Linked DNA regions of Gossypium hirsutum: region 1 is linked to region 2. Evidence: chromatin contacts called from public Hi-C data. All regions are on one chromosome and are shown on one strand. Each heading gives the region's core, a stretch centred on a gene start, on an enhancer-like site or on the middle of the called end of the contact. The rest is flanking DNA. Distances are from core to core; before and after follow the strand shown. Region 1 holds the start of LOC107908410 (MADS-box transcription factor 23-like). Region 2 holds the start of LOC107907726 (gamma-glutamyl peptidase 5).

Region 1 (6,785 bases), core at 2,210-4,709, 140 kb after region 2:
TAAAGACGCTCTTTTCATGGACATCTTGGCAGTTTCCAATAGACTTGTCCAAACCCTCTTTTCTCAACTTTCTCATGCATTTGATGGCCCGTTGATGATGGCCCAAAGTTATACTTGAGTATCTGTATATATATCCATGCTTAAATTGAAATGAACAATCCAACTCCCTATAGGACCTCGAATCACACTCCCAAAATTGCATATCAGAGTAGACTAAGTCGCACGATCCCCAATTAATTAAGAGTTTAAGTGATTAATGGTAGATTAAAAATTTAAAAGAAAAAAATGCCCATTACGTTTAAAAAGTACTAATAAATATATATTATATGTTCGTTTGGAAATGTGGAAATGAAATGAAGGTTGATCATTGATAGTTGCAACTTCCAAGTTCCAATTACAAGCAATATAATTGCAGAAAAGAGCAAGATTTGAACCTTTTCTCACAAGATTTTGGCTTCCACATGCCTTAAAATTTCCATTTTTGGAAACCTTATTGAAGTCGAAAAGAAACAACTTTGCCAACATCGCGGATTTTCCCATGCATATGTATCAACCACTTGCTGACCAACTTGCACACCTGCATTTTCACCTCCATTAATTCTTTTTCTTTTTCTTTTTTTTCTATATTGAACTTTGTACTGATTACAGCAGGGAAGCATCATTAAATTAATACTGCCCACTAGCATGGATCAACACAAAGGGGCTATATATTTTGATAGATTTTATAAATATTTCAACTACAAATTTTGCATATTCCTAGTTCATTCGTACACCATGCTTTCAATTGAAGCTTTAATTAAAATGGGAAATTTTGTCTTAAACTCTGAATTCGAATGTTATGACTAAAAAAATACTTTGATTTGTTGGGTAGCACATGCACTTGAATTGTTTCGATTTTATCGAAGTTGAATAATAAAAATTATCCTATGGATTACGATAGATTAACAAAACTAGAGAAGCTTTGATTAATTATGATAAAAGAAAGATCCTAACTTTTAACATTTTTTACTCTTTTAAGAGGACTAAAGTTTAAAAGTTAATATATACATATCATTTTTTAAAAATGATTGAAAGGTCTTTCTTATTAACAACCACTTTATAGATTGAAAAATGATAATAGTTATTACTAAGGATAAGATTTTTTATTAATTATTTGTTTACTTTGGCTGCCTATACCTACCTGTTTCTTTTTCTTTTTCTTTTTAATATGGAATACCAACCTGTTCTTTCACTTTAATAATAATTAACTTAAACTTGAAAAATGAAAAAAAAATGGAAAATGGAAAATGGAAAATAGATTATATGATATGGTGTGGTGTGGTGTGGTGGAGGAATATATATATATATATATATGTTATGGTATATTCGATTGCCAACCCGAAACTCGGATATAATTTGGGTTATTGATCTGCGACCCGAGTTTAGATCCCACTAGGTGGATACGTTAAAGGGCTCGCAAGAGGGCTCGTAGGGTGAGCTCACAAGCCCAGTGCGCAATGGGTGTTCGTAAGCACAGAGTACAAAGCCAAACGAGTGAACTGGCGAACACTTAGACCAGCGAACATGTGTTAAGTCTAGAATGGTATACGTGTTGACATGCATAGAGCCTATCTATAACGTCAATTTATGAACAGTAACCATGCCATATAAATACTCAATTCTCTCCGCCAAAAGGACACAACAAAAATAGTCAACAATATATATATATATATAACATCAACATCAAGGATTGGATCTTCCCTTAATTTTGTTTTTAATTTAACAACTCGTTCATTTTTAAGGTTTGTTTTAAGGTTGTAGTTTAAGTTATTTATTTTAAAAACAATTATAAATTTATTAAAAGTTGTAAATACTTTTATAATAAAATTTGTTGTTTTTTAATTTTTTTTTCATTTATTTATTGTTACCTGAATTAAATTGGTGTCTGGGTAATTCGTGACAACAATTCAATTAAGACTTTATAAGTAGTATAGATGCTAAGAAATTTTAGAAAATGTTGATAAATTCAAAACAAAATAGTGTAAATTTTATGAGCATTCGAAATAGGGTGTAATCAAGTCGAGTTGAACTCAAATAGTTGTAAGCTCAAGCTCAACTAGTATGAATTTATATAGCTTGAGCCACTAGAGCTTGATCTCAGCTTGATAATTACTAAATCAAAATTAATTCTTTTTCAAGTTAAACTAGAATAAGTTGCAAGCACTAGTATCTTATTTACACCTCTAGTTCAAAACAAAAACAATAATCCAATTGATACAATATTGACTACTCTAATTTACATATGTATACGAGTTGAATCAACCCGCGATCGTATTTTAGAAAAAATTTAAATTTAAACTTAAATTTAGTTTAACTAAACTAATCTAAAGTTAAAACTCATTATCTAAGCCTAAATTCGAACTGAACCAAGCTTACTTACCCAACCTATTACCCAACCCATGTACAGGTCTACTTTAATAATTGTATATATATTATTTAAAAAGGAAAAATATCCTTTGGAATGGAAACCTACAAGTTGAAATTAATTCATTTGTCAATAACAGAAAGAGTAGGGCAATTATTTCCCCCAACCAATTAGGAAAAAGGAAAAAAAAGTCCTTGACAAATAAAATAATTGTACGGCCCTCGATTTTGTAGCAAACGTGTCGATCATCTATACGTCAACCCCATAGTGCTTTCACTTTCCACTTTTTTCACTACTTCCACGCCCGTCCACCCACGAATCCTGGGGGGGCAGTCTGACAGTCCGAGGATACTCTCTCTCCAACCCACCTTCGAGTACATACATTACCCTATTCGCTTTCATCTCCTGAAACGTGTCCATTCAAATCTATGTTTGCGACTCCAACAGTTCTCCCGATTCTCTTCCGGATGTCGACACTGCTTTGTTTGATTCACTGCGACAGACGTCACTCATATGTAGCGCGTACAAAAGTGATCCACACACTCGCGCGTAAGCCCTATTAAACGAAATGTAAATTCCTTAATAAAACCGCTAAGCTGTTTCGGGCTCCATGTTTTAAGTCCAAAAAGAGGTTTTCATTTGATGTTTGAAAACCGCTTTAAGCTTTCCATTTACAGCATAAATATAATTTCGTCTTCCATCGAGTTCAATTTTTCTTTCTACTTTTCTCAAAAACTTTCTCTTCCAAAAAGAGAAAAAAAAAAGAAAGAGGAAAAGAACTTGCGTCGCTTCAGTAGTTATCTTAAAACAAGTAAGCTTTTGTCTTTATATATATACGATCTATATCTAATTCATCTTTTAACTGCTCGAAATCATATTTTCTTTCTATTTTGACTTTTTTCTAATTAGTTTTATTGTAAATTTGGCTTGAGTTTTATTTCGGGACATTGATCTGAGATTTTCTAGGGCTGAAATTGGGGGCGATCTAGGAGAATAGAAGCGATTAAAAACCCTAAGATTGAAAGGAAGGATAAATTATTATAAACAGAGGGGATATGGGAAGAGGGAAGTTAGTGATTCGAAGAATCGACAATTCAACGAGCAGGCAAGTAACTTTCTCTAAGAGAAGAAATGGATTGCTGAAGAAAGCGAGGGAGTTATCGATCCTTTGCGATGCTGAAGTTGGATTAATCATCTTTTCCAGCACCGGCAAGCTTTACGATTATGCCAGTACTAGGTCAGTTTCTCTTTCTTTCCTTTTTCATTTTTTTTGATGTGTTTTTATTTATTTTATTTAATAATAATTTTGTTATCCTTTTTTTTTCCAGTTATTACTAATAATTATTATAAAAGATTGGGTTTTATTCCTTTTTCTTAGCCCCTTCCTTTTTAAGGCTAACATGAAGTAGAGTTCACCACCTTTTTTTTTCCCTTCCATTGTCGTCAACATGCATGCAAACAGTAAGTTTGAAAATCAAGAAGTTTGAGATTACTAAAAGACATTGAAGATTTTGCATGGTTATTTCGATTCAAGATAAGTATGAATTCTATGAGTATATATATATATTTGAAGAAATAAAAAAATTTCTGACTAACATTGTTTTTAATTACGAAATTTACTTCCCCTTTCTCTTCTTTAGCAAAGCCAAAATACATGCTAACAATTTCAACTTCACACTACGAAAAAAAAAACAAATTAATTGAACTATATATAGTAATAATGTTTGTATACATCATCTAATTGTGGGGTTCTGTTTAACATTATGAATTATAATCCTTGTTCTGATGATCTGAGTTTGCTATTTTTACAATAGGTTGTCCTCTTTAATTGTTTTCATTCACTAACTGGAAATTTTGGTATGAACTATGAAGTATGAAACAAAGAATCTTAGGATATAGTTTACAGACTTGAATTTTTTTCAAAAAGAGGTCATAGTCAAAGAATAATGGAGTTACAAAATAATGATTGGATTCAGATCTCATACCCATTAGAAGTCACCTTTAAGGCTGATTGTTTGAATAGTTCTCATAGGCCCCATCATGAACACACTTGCTATTACTTTCAAAGGAATATGTATACGTATAGACTTAGCAAAAAAAAGCTATATATGTACACATACATATATGTGTGTGCATGGAGATGAGCAAACGAAGAAAATTAAGAATGGGGAAGTGTAATCTTGGCTAAATTACACCATTTTTCATTGGCTTAGAGAGATTGATGCATGCATGCATGCATATATATCTTGGTTAGAGTAGTTGGGAGAAAAATTATAGAAAGGGTATTTCTATATTATATTTAATTTGAAGGAGGTACATAGATTTGGATTGCATAAATTTTGCAGCATGATTATGGAAAATTCTTTTGAGCTAACTACTTGAAATTTATAAAAGATACTATAATTATGATATTTTATAATTAATGCATTTTTTATTAAACAATGATAATAAAATATTTTTAAATTTATGCTTATAAATGTTAGTTCATCATCTAAAATAAAATTTTTATTTTAAGCAAATAAGTCAATAAACCTTTAGATGGCATGAATTTTTTTTTGGTAGTTTACACATCGTTATTTTGGTCTTAGCTGGCTAATACACGTAGGTATGATGAGTTTCCACGTAATTTCAATTAAAAAAGCCAAAAAATACAAAATTTAAACCCTTAGAAGAAACCCATTTGTTTTTGCTCTTTTCTCCCCTTATAATTTCGGCACCCACACCTCTAAGCTAAAAGCTTTTTGAGATTGCCCAACTGATGTAGGCAAGGACTAGAATCTGAGAAGATCTAGGTTTGAAATTTTGGGGTTTCAAACTAATAATTACGATTTGATTCGGTAGTTTTTTTTTTAAATTTTGACTTTATTCGTAAAAAAATACCGTAATTTTCGATTTTTTTCACCACAATCACAATACATACTTTAGCTTTATTTATATATTTATAAGTGAATTAAATAATTAAATAATATCGTAATTATTCACAAGACTCTTAAAAAATTATTTGAAGTTAAAAGAAAACTAATACATAAATCATTCATATACCTAATGTTTTATTGTATTGTTTCTTTTAATTAGTTGCTTTCTTTAATTAGTTATAACTAAGTCATTGCAAAATGTCATATAAACAATATATATAATTGACAACTTGTGAATGATTGTTTTTTTATAAATGAAAAACATAATAACAAATTAAGCCCCTTAATGTTTATATTTTTTGTCAATTTGACTTTTTTTAAATTAAATTTGGCCTCTAACCTTTTAAGAAGTATCGAATTTGACCATTAACATTTTAAAAAGTATTAATTGTTATTTTTTAACAGAAATACTGAGTAAAACGGTCACTTTTTAAACATGATAGCTTGTAAGGTAAGCCACATATACTTAATGCTAATTTGTATTAACTTCTTATATTTTTCAAATTTATTTTTATTATTATTTGAATATTTTTAATAATTTTTAAATTATTTGTTAATGTGACATATTAAACAAATAGTGTCATGTTAGCATAAAGCACACGTGGACTCCATGCGAGTTGCCACCAACATCATTAAAAAATTAATGTTTTGATCATCATTTCTTCTAAAAAGTATTTTGACTCTTTTTAAAAGATTAATAGTCAAATTTAGTTAAAAAAAGATCTAATTGATGAAAGATGTAAACGTTGAAAGCTAAATTTATAATTATGCCTAAATAAAATATTATAAAGTTCCATAAACTATTTTTCTAAAATTAGAATTATGATTATGCTTATAATTATAATTATCATATTTAAAGAATCATCCACTTAAACTAATATAAAATTAAACTTTCATAACTTTTTTTTATGAAAGACTTCCATAACTTTAATTTTTTGTATGAGTATATTTAGCTTTTTTAAATGACATAATAATAATTGAATTTAGCTTTTTTAAATGACATAATAATAATTGAGATAAATGAATTAGTCTATATATATATATTAAAATGGTCCATCTATAATTCTATTATGATCATTTCTTTAAACATGTTTTTTTTTTCATTTGGTTTGATTTAGATATAATAGGTCCCATGTGGAAAAACCAAAACTAAACTGAATTGTGAGGTTTGAGTGAGAACATCAATTTAAAATTGAACTAAATTAAATGCATCGGTTCAAGTCGATTTTTCGATTTTCCCAGTTTCTTTTGCTCAGCCCTGCAACACACAATATTAGCATTGCCACTTTCCAAGATAAGTTTGTGTGATATTCTCCATCCCCATAAAAGAGTCGTCAACACTAAACTTCTGAAAATCTAGCTCCGAAAAGGACTAGGCCCTTCACAAACTTTGAATTTGCAACTTATTTAAAGGAACAAACTTTTCCAAGAGAACCACCTTATTAGTACCAAGAACATTGGCACTT
Region 2 (6,664 bases), core at 3,260-5,759:
CATGGCTGGCTGACCGGAACTTTGAACTGGAAACATGATTATCAAAATTCTAGCAGTTTTGTTGTGTTCTCTTTACAGTTAGCCTACTGCCTTTACTTGTTAAATCAGGGTTTTGGTACCTATTCACTTTGTTAGTATGGATGATACAAAATTCTCTCGGTATGCCTAGCGACACTAATGCACTGATATTTTATTGTTTGCGTTTCTTGTAGTGCCTGAATAGCTATGGGAACGAAATCAGCAAGTGTCAGTTCTACATGGATATGTTGTCAGAGTGCAGGAAGAACTCTGGATCAATGTTGGGTGCCTAAATTTATGCCTCATTTGTTGCTTCTACAATGCAATGTCAGCTTTGGCCTTCACTTCTGTTTCTCTTTTATTGATGATGATGATGAAGCTGAACTCCCTTCAATGATTCAATAATATTTATCTTTACTGGCTGAACCTTGATATTGTTAAAAAAAAAAACCTGGAAATTTTATTAAACCTGGAGAACACAAGTTCCAAACTACGCACAGCTATTTCATTGTTTTGTTGTCTTAGCATATAATAATAAATCTGTGCTATCACAACCTCCCTAAACTTCCATCTTAACTCTTAAAAAACCTTCTTCTCAAAAATGGGTTCCTATTTACGATCCATTTTTTTGAAAATTTTCATAAGTTCGATCATAATCTACCCTTGAGGAAACTGGTGCACAATTTCTTCCATGCATCCTTATCAGGCTCTACTTTCCCCAGATTTGCTTTCAGCTCATCAGCATATGAATCCTGCATTTCATTATAATGTCAATATGTGTTATAACTAAATCATCAAGGGGCTTGAAACAGATCAAATGGTAGATATAATACTTCGATAAAGCTGAGCTGCATCAGACGGTCAATCAGGTGAAGAAGAATGTCTTTGGTGTATTCAGGGTGGCCTTGTATGCCCATCATATGATCCCCATACCTAAACATCTCGACACCAGTTTTTTCGGACCATGCTATCACCTCTGCCTCTGGTGGAAGTTCTCGAACCTATAAGCATATTAAAGAAAGATTGTTTAACGACACGAAATGTAAAAATGGTTTGATCATTTACCGAGCTAACCAATCAAAACCTCATCTTGGTGGCACTCAATCACCGAAAGAGTGGTCGGAATATTCAGAGATGAGAAGAGTGTAGATGTAGACGATGACAAATGAATGGCTGTCACTCCAATATCCCACCCTGAGATGGCTCGCCCTGTTTTTCCTCCCAGTGCTCGACTGAGAATCTGATTAAAATAACAACAAATTACTTTTTTATGGCATAAGCACGGAGCAAAAGGATACCAAATTCCATGACCCGACAAAAAAAATAACACAATGAGGTGTCAAACACGTTTTATGCATAAACTAAAACTTATCTTGTCGACAATTTTCTTGGGCTGTGCATATTTTAATAGGGAACGTATTTATCCCAACATATTATTGTGAAGTTTTAAAACATATAAAAAAAGTTATAATGGTTTTGATTGAGAGTACGTACATTCTAGAAATTATACAGAAACGTAAGATTAAGCTATTATGCATCTAGTGGAAAGCATATCCAATTCCCAATAAAAAAAATCCAAAAATCCCACACTTTCATCTCAGCCATGTGTTAGGCAAACACCAATATTTTTATTTCAGTTTTAATTTATCAAATGTTTTGATACTATAGAAATAATTTAGAAAATAAGAATTATTTAAAAGAACAGTTTCCTTTTCCCCCCTAAAGTTTTAGATTTTCTAAAGATAAATTGAAATCTATTTTATTTATAAAGCTAAAGATAAATTTGAAAGGAAAAAGAAGGTTGTCAGTCATCTTCCCCTCCCTAAAGAGTCAATTTATTATCAACTAATATATTACAATAAAACACAAATTCATCGACTTGAATGGTAAGAATTTCTATGTAATATACTAAAGAGCAAATTACACGCTAACCAAAAGGAAAAAGAAACACGTACTACGTGTAAATAATGGCTCATATCATACCAGAATGAAGTGCATGTTCAAAACACTTTCCCACCACCTAAACTTGGGCCCTTTGTGAATATTAGAATCCAACCATATTGACAATAACATTTTGTACACGTGAAATAATTCTAATAATTTTTGCACACCTAACCATTTCCATTTCAAAATTATTAAAAGAAAGATGATAAAATCTTAATTCGATTGATATGTGTATTATTGTCAATGCAAGAAGACGTGGGTTCAATTGCGCTGAAACGCATTATCCTCCCATTTATGAGTTGGGAAGAGTTTATAGAGAATTGTAAGCATGGGGTCAAAAAGAATAGATATGATCAAAACTTATGAAATTGTTAAGAAGAACATTTAAAAAAAGCAATGCTGAAGATTTATTATTTCACATTTTTTCAAAATTTAAAAATCTAATTATATATAGATAATAAACTAAATTATAAAATGCTGGATAAAAATTGATACGGTGGATAAGGAAAAAGTCAGAATGGCAACATTTAATTATATATTATTATAAAAGTTAAAATGTAATTTTATTATTTTAATAGTTTATAAATTTTTTAAAATTTTATTATTTTGGAATCAAATAAAAATTGAGCCCCTGCCAAGAGGTTGGCACCACCCTAAATGCTGACGCTTACATTAATATTTTCTTTGATTGAATGGAAGCGAGTATTTTTAAAAGAAATTTAAAAAAAAATTATTGTGGAATACAAAATTCAAACAAATTGTAAATAAAAATTATATATTTTTATTATATTTACTTTTAAATTTTGATTTAATAATCATTCATCTACTCATTTAAATTTTAAAGTTATTTTTTACAAAAATTTTAATTTTTTCTCTAAATTTAATTAAAATAATTAGTCTATTATCTATTTACATTATTTTCAATATTATACAAAAAATTGAATATATTGTAAAAAACCATTATTAGTTTGTTGAAGGGTTACTAACTTATTATCCAAATTGGTTATCTAATATTTAAAATTTTCAAAGTATGCATTTGCAATAAAATACCAAAAAAATCAAGTTTTTGTAATTGAACATATAATTTTATTTTATTATCAATAGTTTATTTTAGGAAAAGTGTAACAATTCATTTATATCTTTTTTCCAAATTCCATTACTTTCATTATTTGTATTTTAATCAAGACATTATTTTTTTAATTGATTTAACTAATTATTTTTATATTCTTAATTATTTTCTTTAGTATTTTAGATATTTTATATCAAAATTACTAATTCAAGTCTTAAAAAATTTTATAACTATTTTTTCATTTTATTTTTTTAAACTAAGATTGTATTTTAATTATGACAACATAATACGGTTTTTAAAATTTGTGAAGTTGAATTTTAAGATAATATATTTTATTTTCATTTAAAAATTATTTTAGTAAAATATTTTAATTTTTTTATAATTTTAAAATTTTAAAATTATGAAAATATATTTTAATATTTTAGTTATTTATTAAAATTATACTCTAAATAGATTAATTCAAATTTATAGTATTTCTTAAAGCGGAGCAATCTGCAACTGTTTTGTGACTCAGTTCAGAGAGCGACAGTTGATGGACCACCCTTTTTTGACGAGTCGACTCGAAGCCCGAGGGATCACAATCCTAAAACTGAGTTGAAACACGTTTTTTCAAATACTTGGATAGCTCAGGGCTTTCCATGTATATTAATTTCAGTAATCGGAACTGACAAAAGGAAACTAGTTTGTTTTTATTTTTTTTACCCCTAATATTAATGAGGATTTGAGTTCATTTTCCGGCTAAGATATTCTCAGAAAAATCCCAAAAGCGAAGGTTCCAGTTTGAAATGTTCAACAGAAATTTTTAACAAACAATCGAATGCTGTAAAAGAAAATTCACGAATTCAAAGGAAATGAAAAAAAAAATACCTGATGACCGAAGCAAATCCCGAGAACTTTTTTGTTCATGGAATCCAATTTTTTCAAAAGAGCAATCAATTTGCAGATCCAAACATCGTTCCCATGCGCATCATTGCAACTCCCGGTTATAACGAAGCCGTCAAAGTTCGCGATCTCATCATCGTCAGGGAACTCGCCATTGGCCACCTTAAAAACTTCCCACGCCTCGCCGTCCTCCGCTAGCATTTCGACGAACACCCCGTAATATCCTCCGTACCTCTTCTTAACATAATCGGAATCCTCCGCACACAGAAGCACAGCAAATCTCTTCCCATCCCCCATAATAATAATAATTTCAAATCCTTAAAACAAGAACTATCTCCCCCTCTCTTTCTCTTTATAAATATAGATGTGTTGAAGGCTAAAGCTTGAATGTTTAGAGAGAGAAAGAGAGTGAAAGAGATAAAAAAAAGTTCTCTCTCTATGATTTGCAGAGTGAGAGAGATTTTGCTGTTCCTCTTGGTGTGTTGTTTTAGGAATGTTAAAGATTTTTGAGCGTTTATTATGGTGAGGATTAGGTAACCTCAATTAAAACTATGGCCTTAGCAGATATGCTTTGCCCAATTTGCCCTTCTCCTTCACAGCTGGCTTACCGAATTAGATGGTTTTATAGTCATTGACAATTATTGTTTTTATATTTATATAATTTTGATATATTAAAATCCATATTTTATATAGACTTAATACAAATATGAATCTGACTTTTTTTATGTGGTATTTGTATTATTTTTTAGTCTAATGTGATGACAAAAATATATTTTTTTAATATTTGGAGCTAACGATATTAATTTTTTTAGTGTTTAATTTTAGGATTTAAAATTGATTTAATGAAAATTTTTAATTAACTAATAAGATTAGTAATTAAATTTTACCAAATTTATTTTAAAACCAAATTTATTTGATAAACTAAATGTAAAATTAAATAAATTTACAATTAACATTACTTTTATTCCATTAAAAATCATGAAAAATTCAAACATAATAATATTAGCAATTAACTTTCATCAAATTAACCCTAAAACCCAAATTAAACAAAAAAAATTAACCCTTTTACCTTCAAATACCAAAATAAAATAATTTTTGTCAAATACATGTACCACATTAGAAAAAAAATATCAAACTCGAGTACCAAATAATATATTTAAGCCTTTTATATATTAACATATTAATATTTTTTATATATATTCATTTATATATGTTGGGTTAAAATTTGCTATTACTCTTGTAGGAAGCATAACTTGTAGATTTAATCATTGATTCTTAATTTAATTATTTTTAATTTTTATATTTTTTAAAATTTTGAAAATTCAATCTTTATCTCAATCGTTACTTGTTAAATCTATCAACTAAAATAATGTAGTTTCTTTTTTGTGATTTTATGTGAATATCACAAATTGACACGATATTATATATGTGATAATAAAATATTTGAATCGTAAATTCAAATTTTAAAAATATATCAATTCATTTTTTTGGTGAATTATAATAATAGAGTAAAGTCCGAACAACAAAGGCGACTAGCGCAACTTAAATCAAGAACACACTTGAGACAGTAAACACCCTTAACCATCAGACCATCGTATGAAGACCAACTATATTCATCTTTTATTATATTATTGGATAAAGATATATTTCTACGGGCTAGTTTGGCAATGCTTTTGAAAAGTGCTTTTGAAAAGTTTAATTTAAAATTTTAGTGTTTATCGTTGCTATCAAAAAGTGCTTTTGAGAAATAAAATGTTCAAGACATGTTATTATCAAGTAACAAATATGCATTTAAATAATATTTAAATTAGTTAATATTATTATACTTTAGTAAGAATATAAAAATTTATTATAACTTATTGTTAATATTTTAATATATGAAATATAAATTTTAAATATTTTTAAGCAATAAATATTAATTATTTATAAAATTTAATTAGAATATATAAATTATATTTTAAATATTTAAATATTTGTAATTAGTATTTTAAAAAAATATTTTTTTATTTTTAATTAATGATTTTAACACATTTGTAATTAAGCACCAAGAAAAAAAAAGAAAGTACTATGTTATTGGATGGGTGAAAAAGTAATTAAGCACCAAAAGTGCTTTTGGGAGAGAAAAAATATTTCTGAAAAGTTAAAAATTTCAGCCAAAAGCAACTTATTCTGTACAGCTCTTCTTCTAAAAGTATTTTTTAAGTCAAAAGTAATTTTTTAAGCATGAAGAATAGGCCCTACATTTCTGTCAGAAAAAAAAATGTTTATATATAGTAAACCTGATAAAGTGACATTAAGATAATTATCAATTTGGATCTTAAAAATTATTGTTAAGGGTATAGATATTAAAATACTAGATTCTCAAATAAAAAGTCTATTAAAAATATCAATAGATAATTAAGCAAATAAAGTTTAATTGCAACTAATTAATACTATCTATACTATTAATAAAATCTATGATTAAATTAGTGTTAAAATTAATTGAGTATCAACTCGATTAGAACATTAAGGATATGTTCTTCCATAATTAGAATGAGTCATATTATTTGAAGATATTTTAATATTTTCATTTTAATAAAAATCAAGAAATCAGGTATAAACTTAGTTAAAAATTACGGATATATCCTTCCATAATAAAAATGAGTCATATAATTCGAGGATATTTTAATCTTTTCATTTTAATAAAAACCAAGAAAAATATGCATATAATAAGATTTAAACTCGTGCCAATTTGATTAGTAAAATCTTAAA

Evidence for each region. A called contact is a pair of places that touch in the nucleus more often than the background predicts.
Region 1: a contact with region 2 is called in a Hi-C map of leaf, with 2.1 times the contacts expected there. The contact joins the promoter of LOC107908410 here to the promoter of LOC107907726 in region 2. A contact is called at or near these places in 6 of 34 Hi-C or Micro-C datasets (callus, hypocotyl and leaf).

The regions. Positions count from the first base shown.
Region 1 is chrD02:68,802,988-68,809,772 of Gossypium_hirsutum_v2.1, forward strand. LOC107908410 (MADS-box transcription factor 23-like) reads left to right here and starts at 3,460. Exons shown (of 7, transcript NM_001327001.1): 1 at 3,460-3,641. The coding sequence starts at 3,460.
Region 2 is chrD02:68,662,457-68,669,120 of Gossypium_hirsutum_v2.1, forward strand. LOC107907726 (gamma-glutamyl peptidase 5) reads right to left here and starts at 4,510. Exons shown (of 4, transcript XM_041089152.1): 1 at 3,899-4,510; 2 at 1,103-1,258; 3 at 852-1,019; 4 at 461-770. The coding sequence starts at 4,210. The coding sequence ends at 669. LOC107908922 (coiled-coil-helix-coiled-coil-helix domain-containing protein 10, mitochondrial) reads left to right here. Exons shown (of 5, transcript XM_016836222.2): 5 at 213-444. The coding sequence ends at 311.